Regions from separate parts of the Hordeum vulgare genome. Here region 1 is linked to region 2. Evidence: chromatin contacts called from public Hi-C data. All regions are on one chromosome and are shown on one strand. The core of a region is the stretch at or near the end of the contact, and the rest is flanking DNA. Distances in the headings are between cores, read along the strand shown.

Region 1 (2,700 bases), core at 102-2,601, 130 kb before region 2:
CGTGTGAACGAAAGGGTCGACCGCAACGTTGCAAGCCGATCCGGACGAGCAAGTCGGCCACGGGGTTGATGTAGATTGGACCGCAGGGGCGGACGCGGTAGAACCCACCGCGACATTGGAGGCCAGCACGGACGCACGGGTCGCACGCGGCATTGTGAGCCGGTGCATATGTGAGCACGGACAATAGAGCTGGCCGCAACGTTGGAGGTCGGTGAAGTCGCGTGAGTCGTACGCAGTGTTGTAAGCCGGTGCGGACGTGCGAGCCAAAGGGGCGGTGGCTTGCATGCAAGTCCATTAAGTAACGCGATATAGATGGATGTTGGCGTATGATTACGAAACGAGCTCTGTATAATGCTAATTTGATCATGAATAATTGCCATGCGTGAAATATATTGCAACGAGAGTAATTGTTGTCAAATAAATTAAAATGTACTGAAAATAGATAGGGTGGGCTGAGCACCTGGTATTTTATGTCGGCTGAGCACGAACGCTAGTGGTGGCTTACAAGCCTGTTCACCGGACAATACGACTCGTATGGGCACCGTCGCACGGATGGACGCTCTATTTGTGGCTTCCCTGATGATTTTGTATTCCGCATATGAATTTTGCTGGCACGGTTAGTAGTACTCATGTGTCTATCCCCTTGGTATTGAGCCTCGCATACTTCCTACGTGTTGCATCCAACTTCGTACACGTACATGCGACCGCCCTAGGGGCAGTGGTGGAGACACGGGGTGCCAGCCAGGACCCTGGCCCCCCTAACATTAGTGATTTAATCCTAGGATGAATAGTAATAGTTATTTTTGTGTGTCAAAATAGAGTTTTTTGATGGATTGACCCTCTCTAATAAGGTTTAACTATACTTGCCTCCCTTGTTCTAATTTTCTGGATCCGCCACTGCATAGGGGTGTATCCAATACATGATGTTTGGCAGCAGCCTGAACTCGTTGGCCGGGCACCAGCCTGTAAAAGGGTACCTCACCATCAACGTCCAACTAGGCACACGCCCGCTCGTAATTCCCTCCAGGCGGGAAGATGATCTCGATCGTGTTCTTCATCATCATAGTTGTCAAGGCCGGCTCCGGTGAGAAATCGAGCACGTCGTACTCGTCCTCCCTGAGCGACCAGTAAAACTTGTCGTAGCATGCCATGAGGCAAGACACAAAATGCTTCGCGAATTTGCCCCAAGGGGTCCGCACGCCGCCCAGGTTGTACATGTACCTGGCCCACCGCGATGGCGTGCCGCCGGCGTGGCAGTACCACAGGTCCGTTTCATCCGAGCCCGACTTATACCGCCCGAGAACGACGACCGTCCTGCCGCCGGGGTCCTATGGGCTCATCGGACAGCGCATAGTCGGTGCCAGACGCTAGTGACGAAGCCCACAGTGACAGCTCGATAATGTAACCATCGAAGCCGGTGGCCCGTGGGTTCCACAAGAAAGTGGCGAGCAAAGTTGGGTCCCACAGGAGGAGCTAACCAGGCAATGTCACACATCTACGCTTGTCGTGCAGCACCTCATCCATCTCTTCGCAGGGGTTGTGCACGCCATGTGAAACCGAAAACGAGAGATGGCGATGGCGACGCCATGGCCATGCATGTACTGTTGGAGAACATTGTATGGGAAATAAAATTTTGCTTCACACACAGAAGACCTATCCATGGTGATGATAATCAACGAGAGGGGAGATCGCATCCACATACCCTTGTAGATCGCTAAGCGAGAAGTGTTAAGAAACGCGGTTGATGTAGTCGAACGTCTCCGCGATCCAAATCGCAAGTCATCCCATGAACTCCATCCCGATCTAGCGCCGAGCGGACGGCACCTCCGCGTTCAGCACACGTGCAGCTCGATGACGATCTCCGCCTTCTTGATCCAGCACGAGATACGAAGAGGTAGCTGAATTCTCCGACAGCACGACGGCGTGGCGGCAATGGTGGTGGAGCTACTCCAGCAGGGCTTTGTCGTACCGTACTGTATTAGCTACGGGGTGTCACGAAGTGGTGGAGGGAGAGAGGGCTGCGCTATGGCTTGAGTGCCAAAATCCTCTCTCACATCCACTATACATAGGTGGGAGGGAGGGGTGGTCCCCTAGGGAAGAATACCTAGTGTCGTGGGTATAAGCCTGACAGTAGATGTGTAGGGTACGAATGAGATGGGCAGAGTCCTAGCTACGGCGAGGTTGTATGAGTTCAGGCCCCTCTACGGTGGAGGTAATAGCCCTACGTCTCAGTGCTCTTGGAGCTGGTTACCGAGTGTAATATGGAGTACAATGTTTTTCTAACCCTTTTACCAGTGGGGGAGGGCGGCTTATATAGAGTGCGCTGCCCTCCACAACGGTTCTGATTCAAGGGTGGAGTAGTGACGATTGAATGAATGCGTTACAGGTAACGTATGCTATAAATGCTAGTTAATGCACCCGGAAACGTACGGCAGTTTCCCTCCAGGGAGGTTACGACGAACCGAGTGTATCCAGTCGGTAGGTCTGGTGTCCTCCGAGTCTTAGTCTCCGACTGGATAATTCTGGGCCTGTTACCGACTGGATGATGGGGGCACCTTATTACAGTCGGGCATACTTAAGGTCCCGTCCCTTGCGTGGGGTAGTCCTTGGGTAGAACCTGTAGGACAGGCCTATGACCCTACCCTAGGACTATGACCCCATCATTAGTCCCCGAATGGATTGGGGTTGAAACGTCAAAGC
Region 2 (2,700 bases), core at 161-2,660:
GTGCATAGCCGGCATGCTCGACACGATCTCGACCAGCCACGGGCTGACCCGTTTCACATTCTGGAGGAGGTCCGGCTCGTCCCAGGTCACCTGCGCATTCACCAATTTGAGAAGTAAGCGAAACCTGTCAAGGAAGAGAAAGCAAACTGAATGATTTGTTTGTCGTGCTTTAGTGCCGGCCGTACCTGAAGAAGCCTCCACGGCGACTGCGGCCAACGGGTGGGGTGGGCGACCTGGACGCCGGCGACGGTGCCCATGAACCAGCTGATGCGGGACGAGTCCTCGGTCTCGAATGCCATCTTGAACCGCATCCCGGGGCACCACTGCACCCGCATCGCCGCTCGCACTGCTGCGGCGCGCACGCAGAACTCCGGTGTGCTGGCGCGCGGGAAGTACACGACCTCGAACGGCTGTCCACTGCCCGCCAGCCTCGCCGCCTCGACCACGTCCTCGGCGCGCACCTTGCCCCGAGTGCACGGGCTCGCATTGCCTCGCATCGGACCTGAATAGTACCGGCCCCAACCGGTTAAAGACAAGGATCCCTCCTCCGCACCGCGGAACCCGCGCTTGGCGCGCCGGATGCCCACGTGGAGGTCCCCGCCGTCGCCGCGTAGGAACACGATGGAGTCGCCGGCCACGAGCTTCTTCCGGTTCACGAACGCGCTCCAGCCCGTGGTGAGCAGGTGCCGGCGCGGGGTGCCCCGGTAGATGTGGCGGAACTTCCACGCAGTCCCATGCACGTCCTTGGCAATGACGGTCTGCACGGGCGGGTCGGCGGCGTAGTCCAGCCGCGGGAAGATGGTCTCGGCGCAGTACCTCGGTACCGAGAAACCCCCGCCGTTGTTGGCGTCGGACTGCGTCAGAGTCTTGGCGAACGACGCCGGCTTCTCCTGCTCGCCGTCAGCCGCCACCGCGGCATCATCCTGGACATTGCCATCCGCGTCCGTGTCGCCAAGTGGGGCGAGGAGGATCCTTGCGAAGACCTCGTCGGTGTGTGTGTCGGCCATGTACAGTACGGCAGCGACGCGGCAGGGCACGAGCGCTGGGACGCGCGCCGCGGAGAGATCGGCCCCAGCGTCTAGGCCAAGCGCGTGCTCGGCGTGGCCTTGCGGGAAGTAGTAGACGCTGCAGCCCACCGGCGGCACGGTGCACATGCCGCCCGCGCACGCCAGCCACAGCTGCCGGTCAACGCGCCGCTCGGCGCCCGGCGGCGGCTCCGTCAGGTCCGCGAACGTGATCATCGGGAGAGCACCAACGGCCGAGCGAGGTGGAGGGTTTTCTGGGAGTGGCGATGGACTGGTGGCGCGATGGGTGGGAATCGGAGGTAGAAGCGGAGGCGAGCAACGAACGAGTGGTGCCGTTCCTGCTGTAACTCTCACAACGAACGGCTTACGAGTCCCATTCATCAGCGAGTGGGAGACAGAGTGGCTCGACCGGTTCGTGGATATAGTCGGATGGCGCATTGCTAGGAAGCAGGGCGCGGGACCAGTGGCTACAAGCACGCCCGCACAAGTGTGAGTTTCAGTGTGTGTTAGCACTGCACCGTACTGGTGCGGGCAAGACCATCGTGGACAAACCGCCTGGTGTGTTGCTAGGATGATGTTACACTAACTCCAACTCACGATCCTCGATTTTGTTCATTTGGGTAGGGTAATTGGTCAGCATACAAAATGGTCAAGACCTAAGCTTCACATCGGTAACAAAACCAGCGGCCTGTCGGGGTCATGAAAATGATCGTGACAATAGCAGGGATACGAATGAGAGGCGAAACCTAGCTATGGCGCAGTGAATACACTCGGATGTACGAGTTCGGGCCTCATTCTGGAGTGGTAACAACCCTACATATCGAGCCGTGCGGATGATGATTTCTTATGGGGTATGTGATAGTACATGATGTTGAACCCTCAGTCAGGAGATCGGGGTGGCTTATATAGAATGCGCCACGACCGGCCGAGCCTCATTACAAGGGTGAGTTAATGCTAATAACTATGAAAAGTTACTAGAAACGGCAGCTCGAACTCCAATGTAACTCGTAACGCATGTCTTCACTGCACTTCATGTGATAGTTTAACTCTGTAGCCGTTGCAGTCCCTTCGTTGTCCACGCCTTGCTGTAGTCCGAGTGTCGGCATACATCCGACTGACACGAAACTATCCGAGTGACCTTGTGCTAGCCGAGTGAAGATATGATCGCCCGAGTAAGGTCATGATTGCACCGGTGGCTTTTGGGACGTGAATGTCCATGTAGGGTTTTAGGCAGGCCTAGAGATGCAGGTCCGTAGGACTACCCCTAATGTACAACCCCGTTAGTAGTCACCGAATCAGTTGAGGTTTTTATGGCCGAGTAGAAGGCACTCTTTGGAGCCCTCGATGTCTCATGGACGCCGAGGTTGTAGCTCGAGGCTACATCACTCGGGCTCTGAGTAAACCACTCCGGGTTCAAGAGCGAAAGATTCTGAGTGTTGGAGCATGTCGGCATGCTTCCGATCAGTAATAATTGAATACCTTTCGGGAAGATAGATTTAATGATTCGGATGATCGGAAGCTTGGGGCTCCGATTGTCCAATCGGCGAGGTAGGACACGTCCCACTCGTGCTACGGTACGGGTGATCTGATTACCTTCTTGTGTTGTTCGAATGCTTGGGATCCCACGGAAGGACTAGTGGCAGGGTATTGGGATCCCCTCATTATGCGCTGCGGA

The links. A called contact is a pair of places that touch in the nucleus more often than the background predicts.
Region 1: a Hi-C map of seedling shows a contact between it and region 2, with 2.5 times the contacts expected there. The contact joins the enhancer-like site here to the promoter of LOC123404596 in region 2. A contact is called at or near these places in 2 of 6 Hi-C or Micro-C datasets (leaf and seedling) and 1 of 1 datasets of contacts at active chromatin or transcription factors (embryo).

Annotation. Positions count from the first base shown.
Region 1 is chr6H:379,513,347-379,516,046 of MorexV3_pseudomolecules_assembly, reverse strand. No RefSeq gene overlaps it. Among protein-coding and RNA genes, the nearest start is that of LOC123404596, 130 kb to the right of the region's middle. Within about 2 kb of position 1,351, at least 3 of the 3 cell types and tissues checked have open chromatin away from gene starts, as enhancers often do. A contact at or near this core is called in leaf and seedling, where this site is marked.
Region 2 is chr6H:379,380,706-379,383,405 of MorexV3_pseudomolecules_assembly, reverse strand. LOC123404596 (auxin response factor 8-like) reads right to left here and starts at 1,410. Exons shown (of 3, transcript XM_045098534.1): 1 at 186-1,410; 2 at 1-90. The coding sequence starts at 1,406.